Linked DNA regions of Cricetulus griseus: region 1 is linked to region 2. A link is a contact called in public Hi-C data. All regions are on one chromosome and are shown on one strand. The core of a region is the stretch at or near the end of the contact, and the rest is flanking DNA. Distances in the headings are between cores, read along the strand shown.

Region 1 (7,231 bases), core at 3,009-5,508, 91 kb before region 2:
AAAACGTTAAATTAAGATTAAAAGAGCTAGGGGAACAAGCCTAAACTAAGGCTGAGCATTTATAATGGATAGGAAGTCTCTGTGTCTTTAATTGGGAGCTAGCTGAAGGCCCAAAGAAAATTCCAACTATAAAAGGCAAGGCAAGGGAACAGTCTGAGGTTCGATGTGTTGTCAAAGTTTTTCCCACAGCGATAGGGATAAACTTCTCTGGCTGAACCACGGCACATCTGACACCCAACACTACATGCATGTCCTTGATTTGCCTTGTGCTGATTTCAAACTCTTGAATTTAATTTTTAAACATCTCTTATGGCACCAATTAAGACTCTAACTCTTTGAGACAAATGGCATCGTGTGCCTGGCCCCCATTCCCTACTCTCCCGGTTAGAATGCTCTCAATGAATCCATCTTATATAATGTCCCCGATTTTTGGATGCCCTTAGGATATGCACTCTATATGAACACTCAACATGTTTATAGAGGAAATCTAATGGCTCAGAGCCCAGCCACTGTTAACACATTCTTTTTACTTTTGCAGGTCTGCACTCTAATGGGACCGACTGCTTAGATTTACAGAAGCATCGATTTCTTTCATAGGATTTTTTTTTTTAAAACAGTAAGTGAACTCTTTGGAGTTTGCGTTGCACACTACAAAGCTGTTCTGGACCTGGGAACAAACCCAGGCTCTGGGTAATAAACCTTAACCTCTCCACAAACTCCCACCCCCATTTGGAGCACCGGCACTAGAAGCTGAATTTGAGATTCCACATTCTTATCTACAATGCCAGGCTGTAAATTAAAATCAAGTTCGGGGTTTCTTAGTGGAGCAGACAGGGGCGGATCCTAAGGTGGCTAGCAAACCTAGAAGGCAGAATTTCCCTTTTCAGCTTCCCTTTCCAAAGTCAAGCCGAGGTGACGGAAATGCATTTATTTGTACGTGAGCCGAGCCACGCACTGCCGAAAATCCGCACTTAAAGACGGGTTCCTTGGAGCAAGGGCACAGACCACGCAGGGTGTTGAGTTCACCTCGTGGTCCAGGTGTGTGCACCAGTGTGTTCCTAAGACTGCGGCTTTGTTCTCGTGAAGGCAGGAGCCGGAACTGCACGCTAGGGCGGCAGCGTTTCTCGGCTGGCGCCTGCCGTCTCCGCAGCGGCCGGGGTAGCGCGCGAACCTCGCCAGCCCGAGCCTCTGGCTATGCGGGAAGAGCACGCCGGCCGGCCAGCGGGCTGCCTGGCTAAGCTGCACTCGCGGAGGCCGCAGCGCGCGGGCCTCAGCTCACCGCGTCCCTCCGCCGACGCGGGCGGCCCCACGCGCCAGCCGCGCCGCCAGTCCCACATTCCATTTCAAAAATAACACGCACGTGTGCTGGTAAACAAGCGCGCGAGCCGCCGGGGCCGCGCGTCCCGGGCGAGCCCCAGCAGCGCGCCCCCTCCTCCCGCACGTGTCACTCGGCTCCGCCTGCGGGCTTCTGCGCAGCTAGGCCCCGCCCACCCCCAGACCCCGCCCCTCCCGGGGACCTGAGGCCCTAGCGCCCGCCGTACCGGCAGGCTCTGCTCGCCGAGGTTCTGCAAGTTTCTTGTCCTGCCGGAGCGTGCGGCCCAGGTCCGCTCCTCCTCCTCCACACCCTCCTCCCGGCACGATTCCCCCCTCTAGTCCTCCCGCCGTCTGCGCGCGCCGAAGGCTGGCTCCCGGAGCGCCTTCGCTCCCCGACTCCTCCCGCCCCTCTGTCCTTCCAATTTTACTCGATTGTTTATTATTTGCTGGGGGCGGGGGCGAGGGGTAGAGAGGGGCGTCCGGGGCCTAGAGACTTGCGGCGGCGGCCAGTCAGCGCGCGGCTTGGCTTGACGAGGAAGCGGCGCAGCGAATGGCGACGCGGCGCAGGGCTCCGGGGTCACGCGCGTGTAGAGACAATGACATCATCTGTTTGTACGCGTCGAACTAGCTTGGTGCAGGGGCGGGCCCGCACGTCACTTGAGTGACAGGCGGCGCGCAAAGCCCGGAGGCCGGAGTTCCAGGGTAGGCGGCCTTTGCCGGCGCTTCTCAGCTGCTCGTTTTTGTGTACTTGGTTATTGTGGAGCCCTTTTATCTGCAGCGCCTGGGAGGATTTTGTTTTGACAAGACACACATGAATCAGAATGGGCAGACTTTTGGTATGCATGTCGCATGTGGGGCAGGAAAGCACACACGCACGGGTCTAGGGTTAGCACACACTAGGATAAGGGCTTGTGAAGGTGCTAGTTGAAGCCTAAAGACTTAAAAAAAAAAAAATCAGGCACCTAGTCAGCTGCTTTACCGTAGTAAAACTGTTGCCCGCTTCCAGCTCGGTATCCGCTCCTGCCTTTTGGACCGGGGGCGCAAGTCACTTTTCTTCCCGAGTCACACTTTTCCCGGTTTGCTTTGAAATCCGTGAAAAGCGAAGCAGGGCGGTGGTTGGGCGTCTCAGGTGAGAGTCAGTTCACACCTCCCGGTGCCCGTCGCCAGGCGCCGCGATCTCCGCTGGCGGTGTTTCCACGAGCGCTTAGAGTCTATCTCTGCTAGCGGGTGTCAGGTTCTAACGAGGAACCAGATACTAGGGCGGGCTCCGAACCCGGCGCTACGGCGCGCAGGCCAGAGACCCGCGAGCCAAATGCTGGCCCTGGAGCGGAGAGGGCACGCGACTGCGCACCGCGGGGCGCTCCTCCCGCGTCCCGGGCCAGCGCGGGGCTGTGTGGCCGCTGAAGTTCTGGGAGCGAGAAAGAGCCAAGGACGGCAGGCTGCCGGAGCCGGCCGAGTCCCGTCCCGCGGCGCGCGCCCGTCCGCCCGCCCGTCCCCCACGCCCGCAGCCCCGCGCAGGCGCGACCGAGCACACGCGCGCACTCCCACACGCACGCACGGCAGCACTCCCGGCCCCACCCGCCGCCCAGCCCTCCCCCTGGGCGGGGACCCGCCCCGCCGTCAGCTTAGGTTGAGGCTCCCTGCGTGTGTCTATAACTTTGTGCTGCTGCCGCGGCCGCCCTGCTCGTGGAAGGGAGGAGGAGGAATGTGGAAGGCGGCGGCGCGCAGGCTGACAGGAGGTTCCTCGGGCGGGCTGCGGCGGCGGCCCGAGCGTCCCCCCGTCGCGGTGCCCAGGGCTCTCACGGAATCGTGCGTCCTCCCGCCTCGTCCCTGAAGGGAGGGAAGGAGCCGAGGTAGGCGCCGGAGCTGTGCAGTAGGGCGGCCGCCTGCCTTCCAGTGACTCCGGATCTGTTTCCGAGCTGGGCCAGGCGCTTCCCTTTCCCTCCCCGTGACTCGGTGTACTCCCCCCCTTCTCTCCCGCTCGGGTCTTTAAAGGACTTGAGGGAAGGGGGAACTGTCAAGATGGCAGCAGCGGGAGCAAGGAGGTGGTGAACGTGCTGGTCCGGGTTTTCTGGCAGCCCGAGAGATTTGGCGCTTCCCGACCTGTTGGAAGATTTATGTTCCCACTTGCTTCCTCCCTCTCGTTTCTGGCCGGGAAGGGGGCGGAGGGCCCCACGTCCCTAAGAAAATACACCTCGGATCCTCTTGGTGGCCGCTCCTGCGGGGTCGGCCCGCTCTCCCTTGTTGGAAGTGACCCTGGCCAGTCTGTGCCCAGACCCCCCACGCTCGCCCGGTTGGTCCTCGGGGGGAGAGGAAGAGACGGGAGTTGCCTGCCTGCGCCAGCCCTAGGCTCGGGCCACCCGTCTGGGAGGGGTGTGCTGGGAAGTGGGGGGCGGGGGGAGTCGCAGGGCCCTGGAAGGGAGAAGAGCCCAGGACTCCACTGACTTGGGCTGCGCTTCGGCGGGAGGCACTGGAGCGGGCCGGAGCGAAACATAAACAAACGCACGCACGCCCTCCCTCTGACCGCGGCTGTGCTGCTGGGGTCTGGCGGCTGCCCACTTACAGGCCGGGCGCCCCTCCCCGCCCCTCCCTCCCTCCCTCCCTCCCTCCCTCCCTCCCCCCGCCCCCTTCCTCCGCCCCGCCACCTAGCCCGGGAGAGACCTGCGGATCTGGCGACGGCAGCGGGGGAGGGGGCTGCCCGCGCGCGGCCGTCGATTCGCTCTCGTCTCCCCGGCGGCCCGGCCAGGGGGCGGCGTCTGCTGCGCCAGGTTCGCGGGACGCACGTCCCCAGGTCCGCCCGTTCCAGGAGGAGGCGGCGGCGGCGGCGGGCGAGGAATCTCGGAGGACTGGGCTCCCGCACGCACGGGATAACCAACTCTCTCTTGGCGCTTCCCTAGGCAGCCCGAGCCTCCGCGGCGTCCCGGTCTTCTCCCGCCGCACCCAGCCTGGGCACGAGAGGAGAGCAAGAGGGCCCGAGCCGCGGGCGGCGGGCAGGCGGTGAAGATGGCAGAGGCACCGGCCTCCCCCGTCCCGCTCTCTCCGTTGGAAGTGGAGCTGGACCCAGAGTTTGAGCCCCAGAGTCGGCCGCGCTCCTGTACGTGGCCCCTGCAGAGGCCGGAGCTGCAGGCGAGCCCGGCCAAGCCCTCGGGGGAGACGGCCGCGGACTCCATGATCCCCGAGGAGGACGACGATGAAGACGACGAGGACGGTGGCGGCCGAGCCAGCTCGGCCATGGTGATCGGTGGCGGCTTGAGCAGCACGCTGGGCTCTGGGTTACTCCTCGAGGACTCGGCCAGGCTGCTGGCTCCCGGAGGGCAAGACCTCGGTTCCGGGCCAGCGTCCGCCACAGGCGCCCTGAGCGGGGGCCCGCAAACGCCGCTGCAGCCTCAGCAGCCACTGGCGCCGCAGCAGCCGGGGGCGGCTGGGGGCTCTGGGCAGCCGAGGAAATGCTCCTCGCGGCGGAATGCCTGGGGGAACCTGTCCTACGCCGACCTGATCACCCGTGCCATCGAGAGCTCCCCGGACAAACGGCTCACTTTGTCCCAGATCTACGAGTGGATGGTGCGCTGTGTGCCCTACTTCAAGGATAAGGGCGACAGCAACAGTTCTGCAGGCTGGAAGGTGGGTACCTACCAGGGGCTGGTGGCTGGACCTGCCAGGCACGTATTCAAGCGAGTTCTTGCCCGCCCCGAGAAGGGTTAGAACCTCTGTTGTGAGGCTTGGGGGTGAAGGGTGGTTCTTTTCACCCCTGGTGGAGGAAAGCCTGGGATTGTCCTCAGAGTGGGAAAAGGAGGATCCCTAGCATGCCTTGGGCATGCCTAAGTGAGGAGGCTGTAAGCAAGGGACACTAACGAGGTAAGAATGGGGACATTTGTATTTGCTGGATTACCCCACCTGTGGTGGCGAGGTAGGTTCTCGGCTAACTTTGAAATAGAGGGAGTGGAAGTGGGATGCAGCGAGGACAGTGTGGGTGGAGGGAAGGGTGTGTGTGTGGGAAGTGTTTGGGACTGCATTCAAGTCAGTGGCAGGAGCATGATACTAGCAAACTGAATGTGGATCCTTGGGTTCAACTTGTGCCTGTGGGTGTCGACACCAACAACAGGCAAATAGATCCCATTAGAAAAAGCAATGGTTGCAGACTTTCCTGGCCGGCTCTCATGCCTTACCTGCTTACACACCTTTATTCTTTAGAGATGTCACTCCAGCAAGCCTGCCAGCAGGTAGCCTCAGAAAAGCTCTGGGGTTTGGAACAGGCTAGGTTTGTCATCCAAAAGTGTACTGGCTACACCCGCTGCTCCTGTGGAGGCCGATGCTGGTGCAGGCAGTGTTTGAGGCCCATGTCATGTGTTGGCGACTCGGGTCTGAGCTTTACCCATGTGGGAGGGAGGGCAGGGTTGGGCAATAATGGCTTCTACCTATAAATGAGCTGGAGAGAGACTTCTGTTCCTTTTCAACCTCTTGGGGCACCGGGACACGTGGTTGGGAGAGAGGTGAGGAAAGGCTGTGATGTAATGACTTCTGTTCCCCTGCTGGACTGCAATGCTCTTCTGAGCACCTCCAGGCCCATTCACATGAAGGTAGCAGCAGAGGGTCCCACATCACTGGAGTTGTCACTTACCACTTGCTTTTGCTGGCAGTTTTCCTCTTCCTAACATCACTGCCAGTGTGGAGCTTGGTGACTTCTGGGTTCTAGGTTTTTTTAGGTGCATAAAGTGAGAACAGTTCATTTTGTGGAGAGCTGAAACAAAGCTTATGGAAAAGCTTGCAGATGAAGTGTCTTCTGAGAAGTGTCTTGTCCCAAAGAAGCTTGCTTAGATGGTTTAAAAGCAAAATGTGTGCTTTGATACCACTCCACAAACCTGTCTCATTTCAGATGACTCAAATGCTGATGTTACAAGTCTTATATTTGATCTGATTTTATTGATTTCCAAAGGAGTGACGAAAGTGTGAGGTGAGGGTTGTTTGCGGAAGGGATGGGGCTTCTGTTTGAAAGCTTTGCTGATGTGGTAGCCTTGAACACTGCTTTGAAGTGGATGGCAAGGGTTTACTCCCGTGGACATTATCTGGAAGGTGTGTGTAGAACTGGGCAAAGTGCATTTGGGAATTTGGAATACGTCTCAAAAATTGCATACTTGAAATTAAATCCTACATATTCGAATTAGCTATAATCTATTAGTTAAAGGTTACTTAACTGTAAAAAGCTAACATAGGAAAGGGGTTTTAACTTTTCCTGATGAGTGTCTGTGTGTGTGTGTGTGTGTGTGTGTGTGTGTGTGTGTGTGTGTGTGTGTGTGTGACTGTGAGAGTGAGTGGATGAGAGTGTGTATGTGTGTTTATGTGTGTGTGTGAGTGCTTCTCTCCTTTAATTGGACTCAGATCATTAGGCTTGGTAGCAAGTGCCTTCACCCACTGAGCCATCTCACTGGCCCCTTTCCTCTGATTTTTAGGATTACAAATGCAATTTAGTTCAGTAAGGAGTGTTTCTTGCTATTGTGTTTATAAAAATAATACCAGTTTTGTGTGTTTGAATTGTTACTTTTTTTTAGATTTACTTCAGAAAGTGGTTACCGAAAGTAACCACAAATTGAGTTTTCATAAAGATTTCAGGATTTCAGTAGAGCCAAGGGGACATAGTCATATGCAGGTTTTATAACTTTTATTTGTCTCAAAGTCTTTTTTTCCCCCACTGCTATCTTTGACTAAAGCCATATAAAATACTATAAATAGGATGTTTCAAGGCTTATTATGTGTTTCAGGGTATATGCTTTATAATTATTTTTTTAATTCTAAGTATATGTGTCAAGTAACCCTTGAAGACTTAAAGGAGTATGATTTAGTTGAAGTTTTTGTAAGTTGACTTTCATCAAAAGAAACAGCCATGCAGGGATGTCCGTATCTTTAATGATGGAGACAGAAG
Region 2 (6,685 bases), core at 1,761-4,260:
AAACAGGACTTGGTCATGGCTTATGTCTGTAAGCATTTCTCCAAGGCTCCTGTTCCCTTCTGTAACTGGTGGATCACTTCATTGTGATACCAGCTTGAGACAGGATAGCAAGACTCTTTTTGTAATTATTTTTATTTTATGTACATTGGTATTTGCCTGCATGTATGTCTCTGTGAGCCTGTCAGAAGTCCTGGAACTGGAATTTGAGGGCTTTATATGGTGGGGTGTACAGACACAAAGGAAGGCTAATTATTACATAGTTTGTGAATCCATTGAATGTTAAAATGTGCCTTGTATTCAATTTCATCTCACAAGAAACAGAAATTTTAGAAACTTATTTGAAAAGCCTCCTCTCCAGGAAGCATTACAGTTCTTAGGTTCTGTTCCACAAGCAGGAGGTTCTGCCTGCATGCCAGTGAGCTTCACTCTTAGCGCATGTGAAGAGGTCCCCGAAGCAACAGCAGTCACAGGACACTGGGTGCTGGGATAGGCAGGAAGTAAGGGCCACTCCAACATACTCAGCTAAGGTCTATTGTGAACTTTTTTTTTTTCCCTGTAAGCTTTCCAAGCTACTTGGGACATCGGGACAATTTATTTCACTCACAGGAGTTTATGCTGCTTGAGGGCAAAATACTGTGTTTACGATGCTGTTCTTAAAATAGCAGGCCATCCATGGTGCTTGAATCATCATCAGGACTCTGTCCTGCTTTCAAGGAATTCAGTGTATCAGGAGCTCAGAGTGTGGACACTAAGTGCTTGAGTGCCAGATGCAAGGTGCGTCAGTGAAACAGGGAGCATCTGGGGAAGGTGGAGTGAAGGGCTGCCTGGTGATTCACCTGCGCAGGAGGAGAGCAGACTGGGCAAAGTGTCCCTGAGGTGACTCGCAGGTGAGTGTGTGGTTTATGCTCAGCACACTTTAGTGCAGTATGTGGAAGATGGTGGCACTTTATCCCACAGGTCGTTGCCAGTTCAACTTTTGGGTGTTATAGTTGAGGACAATTAACCACAATCAGAAGAGGATCTTAAACCCCACACGCCCACCCCACAAAAGTGGTTCGTTTTTGGTTGGTTGGTTTGGTTTGGGGTTTTGGTTGGTTGATATGTTTTGTTTGTTTGTTTTGTTTTTTGAGACCGTATCTCACTATGTAGCCCTGGCTGGCCTATAACTTGCTATGTAGACCAGGCTGGCTTTGAACTGACCGTGATATGCATTTCACTGCCTCCCCAGTACTGGGGTTAAAGGCATGGGTCACCACACTTGGCAAAGGTGGCTTTTTTGAAAGAATAGAATCCCAAACTTTGCATATTCTATGAGTCAGAAGCATCTAAGACTGAAGAGCATATACAGGAGAGCAAGCTGCATGGGGTTTGTCCCCTGCCTTCAAGGCAGAGACAGATTGTATCCAGCCACCACTCTTGTCCTCGGCTGTGAAGGTTGAAGATTGTTCCTTCCCTTGGTTTCCCTGCATTTTGTCAGCACAGCACAAAGGCTGACTGAGAGGGCAGACAGACAAATCTAGGCGACAATTCGTCCTGGAAGCAACAGGCTCTTGAGGGTGCTGTCTCTAGCCTTCTCAGCCAGGCCTTGGAGGCTTTCCCTGACACCTGAAAAGCCACAGCATGCTCCTGAGACAGAGCACACCACAGCCCAGCCCAGCATGGCACAGGTCTCACCTGTTTTTCTGTAAGCTGAGCTTTTTGTTTTTAAGTAATGTGTGTAGGTTGGTGCCTTTCCACATTACCCCCAGTGTTGTCTCTTCCATGTTTACTCACCTGGTAGGAAGAGCTCTTGGTACCAGACTGGAGGGGCCACAACCTCAACAACCAACTAAAGGAGACAGCAGTAAAAGGCAGAAAGGGATGATTTATTCACTGTGGCCATATTGGGCAGAGGCACAGAGGATCCGGAGACTCCCCAGGGTTGCCCTCAGGGATCCTGACGGTGGTGGTAGGGTTCAAATAGACAGTTGGAGGTGCTCTGCTGGTTCCTGCCCACTGCCAAGTGTCCCCTGCCAGGTCTGGCTAGTTGTAAAATTTTCTCCTCTCTTGATGGACCTCAAGGGCTTCAGCCATTTCCTCTTCTACGGAGATTCCAGGGAGATCATAATTTCTTGGGGTCCATTCTTTCCATAGAGCACAAACCTCTCTTTAGAACATCTCATTCCTCCAGACAGGTTGGTTACACAAGGTCCAGGCTTCCTTCTGGGAGGCTTTGCCACCAAATAGAAACTTGCCTTCCAGTACGATTAGAAGTTCCTTACCTGCCTATTCCTCATGAAGTCTCCCGTGCCTAACATGGCTCCTAGACAGCACTTGCCTAGATGGGTTTTTATACAGATGGCTCCTCCCCAGTCCCACTGTAGCCAGCCATAGGCCCAGCTGTGGGTGTGCACAGGCACACTGACACCACCACCTAATTTTAGACTCACTCACCTTTTCCAACCTAGAGGGCAAGAAGAATAATGTTTACCTTTGGAGATGAACTCCACAGGGGTGTTTCAAAGTAAGGTGTAGCATTTGGACTGGCCAAGGCCAGCCTGGGCTACATGAGAACCTGTCTCAAAAAAAAAAAAAAAATCAGATGTGGCTGCCTCACTTAAGACTCACAAAAATGGGCTGGAGAAATGCCTCAGTGGTTAAGAGCCAGGTTCAATTCTCAGTACCCACATAGTAGCTCAAAACTGTCCACAACTCCAGTTCCAGTGCCCTCAAACAGACACACATGCAGGCAAAGCACCAGTGCACATAAAATAAAAACAAGTCATTTTTTAAAAGTCACAAGAATGTTTTGCCTAGGGTGGCTTTGTTGAGCGACAGGTCACTGGTGAGTAGTGCAGGCAGGCATTTCTTTGTGCTCCAGCAAACATATTGAAACTCTGAAACCCACAGCTGTTCTCTGAACTCCATGAGAGGCCTGTCAACCAAAGGTTCCCTTCCTTAGTCCTGAGTGTTCCATACTTGGTCCCCAGCTTGACCTTGGAGTTGCAGGTTTCCTGTATTTCAAAGCACGAAGGTCGTAGTGCTAAACTTTAACTTTGCTTTCCTGGCAGACTTCTTCCAGACAGTTAAACTTCTAGCCAGGAAGTAGTCGCTAACTAACCTTCGTGGACTTGTGGACATGAGAGTTTCATCCAACTCTCCTCCTCATCCCACATCGTATTTAGTTACTGGGGTCTCCTTTTTCCTCTGCCAAGAAGATAAAAACACTGCTGGCAGGTGCAGGCTTTCCACAGTGGAGTCAGCTGTGGGAGGACAGCAGCAGAACCTTTATGCTCCATGACAAATTCCAGTTGATTGGGTGGTTCTGTTGGTGTCATTTTGGAGGCATCTCCCTTTCTTAGAACATGGTGTGGCTTGGTGGCGATAATTAGGCAGAACCCTGTCTTCTCCATAGATGCCAGGATTACAGAAGGACTACCTCTCAGCTGATATTTTTGGAATGTACCACTTTATTTTCCTTGATTCAGCAGCCTGATTTCAAACTTAGGGAGGAGAAAGGAGGCCTCTTCTTCCTCCCCATACAAGTTACTGGTAAACCAGGGCAGCATTTTTATATTGTTGATTGGTATATTGCTTAGTAACTGCAGAGTAAAGGCTGTAAAGTTTGTCAGCTGTCTGCTTCCAGTAAGACTGGCTTTTTTTAAGCTACAGGGGCGTCAACACATACACAAGCCTCAGAACTAGCTAAATCAACATGAGCTCCTGTAAAACCCACCCAACTCCCACCAATCCAATGCAAGCATCATTGAACCCCCAGTTAGTGGCTGCTCCTATTGCTTTGCCCCCTTCCTTTTCAGTTCTTGTTTGATGGACAGGTACCAGCAGTGAGCTGCAGAAGCTGTTACGGCGTGAAAGGGCCGTTCTCCTTAGGATGCCTTTGTTCACCTGAGTCCTCAATGCCTTCCGTTTTAGGATGAGTGTGTTTCTCGTCAGTATTTGTCTGGTTCCTTTACACTGTTCCTTCTACCACAGAAAAGAAAAAAAAAAAAAAAAAAAACTAAGCAAGAGGTGACTTCCCAGAGGAGGAGTGAAGTGAGAGTTTTTTTTAATTTATTTATTTGTTTGTTTGTTTTTGTGAAATGTGCCCTGTGTCGGTGCTGGCCCTGGCCCTGGCCCTGTTGACTAAGCCCACAGACACCAAGGCAGCTTCCTGCACAGGCCTCCCCTGGAGGCATTGCTTGAGACCCTGGAGGGAACTCTGGTGCATAGTGTCACAGAGGCCCCGTGCCATTCTACAGAAAGGGGAGAGGTGATTAGTGCTGCTGCTTCTTTTTAATGATGACATTCCCAGAAGATGCTGGGCCTTTGCTGAGTGACTGGGGACATGGCAGCCTGTGCATTGTTGCTGGTGTGGCTTTGGACTAGTATGGTGAGGCTTGTGTCCTAGTTTCAGGGCCCATGGCCAGTCTTGACCTAGATGATGACATGTTGGGTGCCGAGGAGCACTCTGGATGCATCTCTCCCAAGTTGTTCCAGCCCCAGCCAGCATCAAAGCAGGCCACATACTCAGCCTCTATTCTTGGGGGATGAAGTGTGTCGTCTTCCCATCATGCACTAGATTTCACGGCAGAATAATTAACACCAAAGGGGACCAGGGAGGGGTCTGAATTAGGTAATACCTTGCCACTTCTCCCTAGGCAGTTGCAGAAAGTCAGAATTGGGACTTGGGGAACCTAGTCTCCTGATGATTAGTGTCATAGTGATGTTAGGCTGTGATTCTTAGCTCTCACTGTGAAGGGAAACGCCTAGGCCTTTGAAAGGACTTGGTCTGTGAGCTCCTGTTAGACCACACTTTCAGGACCAAAGCAGAAGACTCAGAAAAGTGTCTACAGGCCAGGTTCCTTGAAGATAAATGGGTCTGGGGGTTATTTTAGCCTTTTCTTCCTCTGGAACTAACAGGCCATTATTTCATAGGCCAAAATAAAATGGTCTAGTGGCTTTACAAAACAGAATATCTCCCAGGAAAAGTCCTCAGCCAGACCAGGGGTGCACAGAGAGAGGGGGCCTTCTTTTCCTAGTTTACTGTCTTTGCCTCTAATAAAAAGACAAGCTTCCTTCTGCTCTTTAGAGTGGCCACCAAGGAGAATGTGGCCAGGGTACTGAGTACCACAGAGTAAGGTTGCCCTACTGATGGTCTGAAGCTAGAGAAGTCTTAGAGTAGTCTCACAAGGGTGGATGTACTGCACTGTGTGGGAGTTTACTGTATTCTGGTAGCCATGTGCCTGGTGGGAAGATGGAGGTACGGAGCTGTGGTGTCAAGCTTCTAGTGCCTTGCCCTGCTCTACTTACCAGGACATCCAGCAGTGTCTCCACAGACAGATCTTATGTCTGTCATGTTGATTCCTTTAGCTTCATCTCTGTGTATACTTTTTTTTTTTTTTTTTTGACTTTTCAAGACAGGGTTTCTCTGTGGCTTTGGAGGTTGTCCTGGAACTAGCTCTTGTAGACCAGGCTGGTCTCAAACTCACAGAGACCCACCTGCCTCTGCCTCCCAAGTGCTGGGATTAAAGGCGTGTGCCACCACCCAGCTCTGAGTATACTTTTTTTAAAGATTGTTTTTTTTTTTTTTTTTTTTTGCATTAGCAGTGTTGGCATACATGTATATAAGTGCATCAAATGTGTGGTACCTGTGGGGGTTAGAAGAGGGTCTCAGATCCCCTGAAATGAGTTACAGACAAGTTGTCAGCTGCCATGTGGGGTACTGAGAAATGAGCCCAAGTCCTCCTGAAGAGCACCCGGTGCCCTTAATTGGGCTCCCTGGACTCCGGTGCTCTGGAAAGACCTCACTATGGCTGTGAACACAGAATAATGATAATAATAATAATAATAAGTTAGCAAGATGTTCCGTGGGAGGCCGGACAATGGTGTCTCACAAACCTTAAATCCTGGCACTCGGGAGGCAGAGGCAGGCGGATCTCTGTGTGTTTGAGGCCAGTCTGGTTTACAAAAGCAAGTTATAGAACAGCCAGGGCTACACAGAGAAACCCTGTCTCAAGGGGAACAAATGATATTCCTTGGGAACTTGTCTGGTTTTATACATGTTGTTACTGTTGTTTCTCAAAAAAATGTAATGTATCTTAATTCCTAAGATAGCTCACTTGAGATGACTTGCTCCTCCTACCAGCAAAGAAGCCAAGATTTCCCATGGAATCTCACTAAGTCTTGGCTGCCAAGTAAGATCAGTTTGTCCCTGGGCTGATGGAGAGAACCTTGAAAGTACCACTTTCCCAAACCTAGACCAGACCCTGAGCCATACCTCGGTTACCCCTAACTTAACATGGCCCACCAAAAGCACCCATGTGCTTTGTTCGCTATCATCCCAGGGAGCACGATCCCATTCCCTTCGGGCTGTTTAACCTTAGGATGCTACAATAGGAACAAATAAGAACTACGATAAGTACTTGTCTGCATTGTCCTTCGGTTTCAGACTTGAGGTGTTTAGCTTCACTGCACAAATCCTGGGCTCTGTGGTCAGACAAGCAGGTGGGAGCTGATGGAGCAGCCAGCTTGATTCCTGTGGCTTTAAGAATGCCCGTAATAACTGGGTTTCTTTTCTTTTTTTAGACCCTCACACTGACAGAAGACCTACACAGAAAACCCTTTGCCAAATCTGCTCCTAGCAAGTGGACAGTGACACCGTTTACAGCTTGACACCTTTGTGAATCCCACGCCATTTTCCTAACCC

The links. Hi-C and Micro-C count contacts between places; a contact is called where the count stands out from the background.
Region 1: a contact with region 2 is called in a Hi-C map of liver, with 4 times the contacts expected there. The contact joins the promoter of Foxo3 here to the enhancer-like site in region 2. A contact is called at or near these places in 3 of 8 Hi-C or Micro-C datasets (the CHO-K1 cell line, fibroblasts and liver).

What each region holds. Positions count from the first base shown.
Region 1 is chr2:264,609,461-264,616,691 of CriGri-PICRH-1.0, reverse strand. Foxo3 (forkhead box protein O3) reads left to right here and starts at 4,258. Exons shown (of 3, transcript XM_035440366.1): 1 at 4,258-4,935. The coding sequence starts at 4,318. It overlaps LOC118238359 (a long non-coding RNA gene), which reads right to left and starts at 2,803. Exons shown (of 2, transcript XR_004768456.1): 1 at 2,294-2,803; 2 at 508-2,095.
Region 2 is chr2:264,517,521-264,524,205 of CriGri-PICRH-1.0, reverse strand. It overlaps Foxo3 (forkhead box protein O3), which reads left to right. Exons shown (of 3, transcript XM_035440366.1): 3 at 6,565-6,685. Among named protein-coding and RNA genes, the nearest start is that of Foxo3, 92 kb to the left of the region's middle. Within about 2 kb of position 3,010, at least 1 of the 6 cell types and tissues checked has open chromatin away from gene starts, as enhancers often do.